Regions from separate parts of the Danio rerio genome. Here region 2 is linked to region 1. The links are chromatin contacts, called in public HiCAR-type maps. All regions are on one chromosome and are shown on one strand. Each heading gives the region's core, a stretch centred on a gene start, on an enhancer-like site or on the middle of the called end of the contact. The rest is flanking DNA. Distances are from core to core; before and after follow the strand shown. Region 1 holds the start of bach1b (BTB and CNC homology 1, basic leucine zipper transcription factor 1 b). Region 2 holds the start of sod1 (superoxide dismutase 1, soluble).

What was found. HiCAR-type assays count read pairs that join an accessible place to other places.
Region 2: a contact with region 1 is called in a HiCAR-type map of caudal fin, with 4 times the contacts expected there. The contact joins the promoter of sod1 here to the promoter of bach1b in region 1. A contact is called at or near these places in 3 of 18 Hi-C or Micro-C datasets (caudal fin, embryo and hematopoietic stem cells) and 2 of 4 datasets of contacts at active chromatin or transcription factors (caudal fin and embryo).

Annotation. Positions count from the first base shown.
Region 1 is chr10:30,362,121-30,366,350 of GRCz12tu, reverse strand. bach1b (BTB and CNC homology 1, basic leucine zipper transcription factor 1 b) reads right to left here and starts at 1,985. Exons shown (of 5, transcript NM_001384147.1): 1 at 1,903-1,985; 2 at 1-79. The coding sequence starts at 68. It overlaps map3k7cl (map3k7 C-terminal like), which reads right to left. Exons shown (of 7, transcript XM_073914786.1): 7 at 3,108-3,672. The coding sequence ends at 3,492. It overlaps LOC141376380 (a long non-coding RNA gene), which reads left to right and starts at 1,066. Exons shown (of 6, transcript XR_012386345.1): 1 at 1,066-1,144; 2 at 3,441-3,588.
Region 2 is chr10:30,635,454-30,639,683 of GRCz12tu, reverse strand. It overlaps sod1 (superoxide dismutase 1, soluble), which reads left to right and starts at 2,211. Exons shown (of 5, transcript NM_131294.1): 1 at 2,211-2,350; 2 at 3,908-4,004. The coding sequence starts at 2,279. It overlaps scaf4a (SR-related CTD-associated factor 4a), which reads left to right. Exons shown (of 20, transcript XM_690795.9): 20 at 1-828. The coding sequence ends at 282.

The DNA.
Region 1 (4,230 bases), core at 736-3,235:
AGAACATGTGAACTGTGCACAGACGACTGGAAGGTGAACTTAAATGACTTTGAGCTTTCCACCGACATCTTGAGTTAATCTGTATGGTAAAAAAAAAAAAAGATTTACATGAGCTCAGTTGAAGGGTTCTGCCAAGTGTAGCCTATATGATTTGTTTACTGACAATATTTGGCTATGTAACTCTTATTAGACATATTAAGAAAGCATTATGACAGGCATATTAAACTATTTATTTACAGTTGTTGGCTCTATAAAAAACGATATATTTCAAGTTTATTGGAAAGTATTAAAATAAATATTTCAAGTATGTAAAGATAAAGTTTTGCTTGCTCCGACTCTCTGATAGGTGGATATCATTATAGGTGGATTAATATAGTTTTTTTTGCATTAACTAAATTATTAAACACAGTTGCTTTAAAAAGAAGTAAATGTAGGCAGTTCAGACAATCAACTACTAAACTCATAAGAGCTCTCAACTGGTTTGTCATTCATTTTAAAACTTTTTAAAGGTTTCTCTAGGGAGAAAAAGAAAAAGTTTTTTATTTCCTGATGCATTCTATTTTTGGGATTCATTCATTTTACTTTGGCTTAGTCCTTTATTTATCAGGGGTTGCCACAGAGGAATGAACCGCCAACTTATCAAGCATGTTTTACGCAGCGGATGCCCTTTAAGACGCAATAACCCAGTACTGGGAAACGCCTATTTTTAGGCTATAATTGGAATCTCAAACAGAGATTCGTTAACTGTAATAGGCTAAAAGTCAGATTCAAGTGTGCCGCTCTGAAACTGACTATTGATAAAGAGGGGAACTGGAAAAGGGAAAATCCAGAATGGAACTACAATGAAGTCACACTTTCTTTGTAAAAGTAAATGTATGTCACTATTTTACTCATGTTCCAGCAAATCTCAAAGCTTGTTGTTTTTTTAACTGGCCAATTTTGTGTTACGTTGCATAATGTCATGTATTTCTTGTTAAATGAACTTCTAGTTATAAAGGGTGCCGAATCACAGTCGACCAGTTATTATTAAGGCGCTCGCATACTTGACCACGTCATACCTCTCACACTCGCTCAACGGGAAGTAAACGACTTAAAAAACAACAGAACCGCCTGGGGAAGAAATGCTGTTTGTATCACTCAGTAGGTACGTGTTCTTACCCACGGGAGCTCCTTATCTCAGCTGTGTACAGAGAATTTGACCTAGTCGAGTCATGAGAGTTTATGTGTGCGCGCGCGCGCTCTTGTGTGTGTGTGTGTGTGTGTGTGTGTGTGGCGCAAGACAGTGCGCGCTCTCTGCTGACTCATTGGGTTTTGCTGATAAAGGATGAGCAAGCATTTTGTCCGTCTGTTCCTTTCCACTTAACTCATCGACTTTTAAAGGAACTTGGGTACCAGTTGCCTCACAGTTGAGCTGACGTACTTTTGATAAACGGACACTTTTGAACTCGTTTCCCTAATAATTTGTCGAGTAAAACAACTGACGCGCCTTTGATGTAATGAAAATGAACATTACGGTTGTGTAACAAAACCTAGTGAGCTGTCTACCTAGACAGCATTTAAGGCATGTCAAGCGCGCGCTTTAAATGCTCGATCGAAACATCGGAACGCGGTTATTGTGTACAAAAATGCTGCCTAGGTAGCCTATGTTTTGTAACAGCATAGGTCCGACAAAAAAATCTACATTTGCATAAAAGCATATTATCGCTTACATAGTCGTGATTATTAGAACTCATATGCGTAAAGCATGTAACAAAACAAACCCGAAATTAACCCTTTCAGACACATAACATTAAAAAAGACCACTTAAACTTCTCTAAAGATCTCTATTTTCAATATATTTATGTCTCTCGACATATATTTCTTTAAAAAAAAAGCACAATCGTTCGTATGTAGCCTACTCACCTGTCATATCACCGGAGAGTAATAAGTTGGATTTGATACTACATACTAAACCCAGGCTGCTTAAAGCGCTCACTTGTAACTATGAAAACAAGGAGGCGCTTGTGCTTCGCTTGGGTGTCATGTGACTTATGGCCAAAAATTGTTTTTATCCCGCCTTCTCAAGCGCTGACCTCCTTTCATTGGCTGTCTCTATCCCGTCAGTCATTTACATCATGACTTTCTTGTATTTCCACAGACCGCCTTGGTTTTCACTGTACAGGCAGAGACATACATAATTTAACCTCTTCAGGCCTAGATTAGTCTTTACAGACAACCTTTGTGTATAAAAGAAGCCAAAATGACCTCTGAAATGTTATTAACTGTGTATTACCTAGAACAAGGCTGTCCGAACGGTCCTGTCCTGAAGAGTTTAGCTCCAAACACACCTGAACCAGCTAATCAACCGCTTACTAGATACACTAAAACTTCCTTTCAGGTATGTTGAAGCAAGTTGGAGCTAAAATCAGAAGGATCAAGTTTGGACACCCCTGATCTAGAATATTGTGCATTTGAACAACTTTAAAAAACTTGGATGTATAAACAATCGATGGTAAAATCAATTCTTATATAGGCTAGTATATATTCATATTTAAATTAATATATAAAATATTGTTTAAAGTAATTTATTCACTGTCATAATTTCTTAGAAAATGTATATTTTATTATAATTACAAAAGTAGGTTATTCTAATAAATAAATAAACATATTTATTGTGTAACTATTTCCTGGTATAATGTTATGGTTATACACAGCATTATATGAAAGTGATGGGTGTAAACACAGTAGTATACAATCTCAAATATCCTGTCAGATTCTCAAAACTGTTTTGAAAAATGAAAAATAAACAAATGCTTTTACATTTTGACATATAGAGTCATTCATCTTTCTAACAAAGAAATAGAAACCTGCCCATAGCCAAACAAACTAAAAATCTAAATCTGGAGGAAGCAAAACACTGCTGCTAAACTGGTTTTGCGATCATAAACTGCCGGCATCTCGGCTTGTGTGGGATGGAGGTGTCAGCCATTGATAGTTTTGAAGGGTTTCACAATCCTAAAATGAGCAGATCACATTTCGAAAGCCAAGTTCCCTTTTACTGAGTGACTAAACAATGGTGTGTAGTCATAGGTCTATCATCACCTTGCTTGAACTTAGATAGCTGGACAGAGGTTTAATTCCTTTTTAATGCAACTGACAGACAGTAACATCTCTCGCTGAGGACCGCTCCTTCACAGCAGAGCATTTTACATGATATAACACAGACACAGCTCCATCTGTACAAGCACATTTGTCAACAAACACACCCTTTAAACACACACAAAGAACAAGCTGTATATACTGTATTCAGAATACCAATACTGTATATCAGACTGAGGCGACACCTCAGATCAAGTTGGGCTCTGAAACGACCCACGTTAGCTTAAATATACATTTATTAAGTGTTTCAGTTTAAGCGCACTGATTCAAGATCAGTTTTGTTGTTGTTGTTGTTGTTTCAGTACACTGAAGGAAAGCCATGAGGTGACAGATCTTTTCATCAATGTCAAGAGTCACGAGGAGCCCTGCCTCTTCTGACTGATCACTCGGAGCGTCTCGAGCTGCTGCGCTCGTTCACTGTGCACCGTTATCAAGTTCTGGTTCTCTTCTGTGAGTATCCGATATTCCTCTTCATATCGTGCAAACTCCATTGATGCCTTTTCATCCTCTAGCAGCTCCGCCATGAGCTCTTTTCTGAGGAATGGAGGAGAAAACGTGTTATACATGATCATACCTCACTTTTTTATGACTATCCTGCTGAAAAAAAAAACAATAGGAAGCATTACAGATTTCCTAGAGCAGTGGTTCTCAAACTTTTTTTCATCAAGTACCACCTCAGGAAAAAATTGTCTCTCCAAGTACCACCAAAATGAGCAGTATTGAAATACAGTCGCATAGTAGGCCCAGTAAAACAGCTAGAACTTAGCACAGTTAAAAATTGTGGCAGATTACCTCAGAAATATAGGCTATGTCATATATGGCATATTATATACATCATTTTTGATAAATTGTGAAATGTGTGTAGCATGTACATGACATATTTAATTTCTCTGCGTACCACTAGAAGGAAGCCTGCGTACCACTAGTGGTACACGTACCACAGTTTGAGAACCACTGTCCTAGAGCATGGGTCTCAAACTGGATTCCTGGAGGCCCACAGCTCTGCACAGTTTTGCTCCAACCCTAATCAAACACAGCTGATTCAACTAGTCAAGGTGTTCAAGACTACTAGAGACTATTAAGCAGGAGTGA
Region 2 (4,230 bases), core at 962-3,461, 270 kb before region 1:
CGCGATGGTGAAGAACGGACCAAGCGGCCCGCAGGGAGCAGAGAGAGGAGCACACGCTGGGACCGCGACGATAGACTCGATCGATTGGGTCTGGCCGGCGAGGAACCCAATGAGAGACTCTCAGCAAATACCAACGAGCCCAGTGCAAACCCTACTAAAGAACTTGCTGAAGCCAAGCCAGATGTTCCAGCACCTTCTGCTGCAGCTACAGCAGACTCGGAAGCTTCAGAACCCATAGCAGAGAACAAATCTGAAGAACAAACACAAAAAGAGGAGTCGTAGAGGCTTCTTTACTCATTAAGACCACATGAGCTTCTTCTGTGTCAGTGCTAATCTTGAATACTGCTGGCTAAAAAGCAAAGTCCAACTGTTGTGGGACGCTTTATGCATATGAGGATTGCTTCGTCATCACAAACCAAGTTTTTCAAATTTGTGTTTTGGCAAACGTGGAGCGTTGCCTTGTGAATTTATTGTCCCACCTCAATGAAGCTTGAATGTTGTATTAAAACTGAAGATAAGGAAAAGAAACGATTAATTGTTTGCTGTACATATGCTAACATTACTCCAATAATGTTTGTAGATTTTGACTGGCTTTTTTTTTTTCCAATGATATCCCTGTTGAGTTTAATATTTGGAAACGCTGACTAAAATATGACATTAAGACCCTTTTGCTGTAATGTTTTTAACTTAATGTTTACAACATTCAAAAAAAAAAAAAAAAAAAACGACACAAGATGTTTTTATCATTTTTAAGTTTTTGGAGATAGGAACTCCAAATATTTCAGCGACAGGAGGTGGTTTTAATAAAATATTTTCATACCAAATGAATGAACTGGTTTATGCAACTTGTTTTTAACATTTATTCTAGTCGTGCATTTAAAACTAATCATGAATAAAAAAACTGAGCTTTTTCTGAGCTTTTAACTATATTTAACCAGTTTTATTATGATTTGTGGTAGTTATCATGTGACACTGTACCAAAACCATTTGTAATGGTTTGAATAGGATGTCTACAGTATATGTATATGAATAGGGCATGACTGTAGAATTTGAGGATGCATGTGACCAAATGCCAAGGTCAAAGTGACAAACATGGTTTTGATATATTCCTTTTTTAAAGAATAATACTATAGGACTGTGTAATTTGAGCCAAATAACTATATGTACTAACTATTCACTCAACTTCAAGTGGTTCAATCAATGTGTGAGCTTTTTGTCTGATGTAAAGCACATGAGTATAGATATTTTAAAGAATACTGGAAACTGGTAGCCTTATATATCCATAGTAGGGACCAATTACATAAAATTCAATGCCCACCGGTTTCTAACATTCTTCGAAGATCGTTAAACAGAAGAAATTCAAACAGGTTTGCAACAGGTGGAAGGTAAGTAAATGACAGAATCTTCATATTTGGGTGTCCTGTACCTTTGAATGTACCACATAGGTAGCCAAAATAATACATGTGATGTACATTCTTATTGAAACCACTTTATGATCAGAAATATTTATACTGTAACAAATAATGAGAAAGATATTGTTATAACTTCTTTTATTGTCTGAAAATCTAAGTTTAACTGGTTTAACTTTTACTCTTACTTTTTTTTTTCAAAGTGACTTGCATTGAGCAAGAAAAGGATGTTATTCAGAAACTTCATTCATTCATTTTTCTTCGGGGTAGTCCCTTTATTCATCAGGGGTGGCCACAATGGAACGAGACAGAAACTTATTCAGCATATTTTATTACTAAGCGGATGCTGTTTCAGTACTGGGAAACAACCAAACACACTCATTCACACATACACTATGGCCAATTTAGTTAATACAATTTACCTATAGTGCATGTCTTTGTCATGTAGGGGAAACCGAAGCAACCGGAGGAAAGCCACGCCAACACATGGAGTACATGCAAACTCTACATAGAAATGCCAACTAAGCTAGCTGTAACTCGAACCAGCAATCTTCATGCTGTGAGGCGACAGTGTTAACCATTAAGCCGCCGTGTCGTAAATGTAATTAAAATGGCAAGAAAAGTGACAAGAGTTTACTTTCAGTGTCAGTTTATATAACTAATAAAATAACTAAAGTAACTGGTTCCACAAGTTCATTCAAAACGATACCTTATGACACCGTGACACGCCAGACTTTGAACCAATCAGCATCCACCGCTCTTTTCTGCCTCCTCATTGGTCGATTCCGCTCACGTGCCTCCTCTTATCAAACACAGTCGGTTTCTTTCACTCTCTCACAACTTCTCAGTTTGCATAATCTACAGTCAGCATGGTGAACAAGGCCGTTTGTGTGCTTAAAGGCACCGGTGAAGTGACCGGCACCGTCTATTTCAATCAAGAGGTAAAAAATGTCTGTTTTGATCCATATTTGAAATGACGTTCATGTAGCAGGAGAGCAGCGCGCGCGTCGAGCTAGCATGAAACTACTACGCACTCCATGATCGAGATTGAAGACGTCTGTTGTCATATTTTTACGTATGCATGATGATAGAGTAGCATGCAATTGCACGGAATTTGCTGTGCGAATGCAATGCAAATATAAATGACCGAACATGTTTAAAAACACAATGTTGAGTTGTACATCCTATTACTAATATTTTGTGCAATGTCGCATCCCATAATAAACCGCTGAAAGCAGCTCAGAAATGACCTTTGATAAGATGGCAGGTCTACGCCCCCCCATGCACGCGCAAACTAATTAACGCATATGCTTCCTCAATAGCAGACGTTAACTTACATGCAAACCTTGAACCGCCATGCGTTTGAGTTTGATATTGAGACTTTGTAGCGTAGGTTGCCTGTAGGTTCTTGAGGTATTTACTTTATCGAAAGTCTTAAGAATTTACTACAAGGGGAAAGGTTTGCTGACTCATGCTCCTCTATCTCTGTTTGCAGTCATAATTTTGCCAAATAGGACAGAGATCACAGCACGCTTTAAATGCTGATAGAGCTTATTACTGTATTGGTGTGGCATCTGAATACACATTTACTTGCTGTTAAGCGCTATTTACTGTTTGTGTTAGTCCCAAATCTCGTTATATTGTTTTAATTTGTCTTTAGCCTTCCCTATAATAATTTAATGTTTAAATTGTGAAGTTCTTCTGTATTTTATCCAGCAGCGCTTCAAGTATCTGTTGAGGTAAAGTTAGTTGTATATTTGCATATTCAGTCTTTCTCCTTAATAATATAATTTCACCAAAGAAAATCAATTAAAATTCTAAATAGTAAATCATATAATCACTTTCAAAGTACAACATTGTTCACTATCAAACTATTTGTGCTAATGTTGTTTTAAAGTTAAACTTGCGTTCATACCAAATATTGAAAGTAAAAAAATATAAAAATATAGGGGGTATTTCATAAGTTTTCACTGAATGAATGTGCGGATGTAAAACCAACTTTACCTCAATCAAGTATTCAATATGTCATCGAGGCATGTTTTGATTTTTTAAATTTATTTTTTTTATTACTCAAATCTATTAAAACAAGTTTCATGATCTTTTCTTCCATATTTTAATGTATATCTGAGTAAAATGTCTGTAACGAGGACAAAGGTTGAAGAGTAAAAAATTTTTTTTTTTCCATGAATTGATTTGAATGTTGTGGTTTTCTATTAGTTGAGCTTGGGTGATTTATGACTTGTATTGATAAACCTCTCATAAAATAAGTGACATTGCAAGAAAGCAAAATAAGCATATTGTCACTTTTGATTCCGTGTTGAGATAAACATGCAGTGCATTCCAGGTGTACATTTGGAAACAAATTGTCTGTATGATGTGTTTTGCAGCCAAGCATAACTTGGTTAACTGCGCTTTTGTTTTGTGAAATGATATGAAACCATGTTTTCTGAAGTGATATGAAACCGTTGTTAACCACACAATGGATCTGTATGTTTTAGGGTGAAAAGAAGCCAGTCAAGGTGACTGGTGAAATTACTGGCCTTACTCCAGGAAAACATGGTTTCCACGTCCATGCTTTTGGTGACAACACAAACGGTAAGGAGTGGTCAAACTGAACATTTAGCGATTATTATGGCCCACATGATGATTTATATCGCTTCATTTCTCCCCCCATTTTGTGCATTCACCACCCTATTAAATGAGATCCCAGGTGTAAACAACCTCCTTGTGAGCAAAATGCATCATAATTTCAGGTGTAAACGGGGTGTCAGGGTATGCCACTCCATTCATTAAAGCAGTGTTTTTCAACCACGTTCCAGGA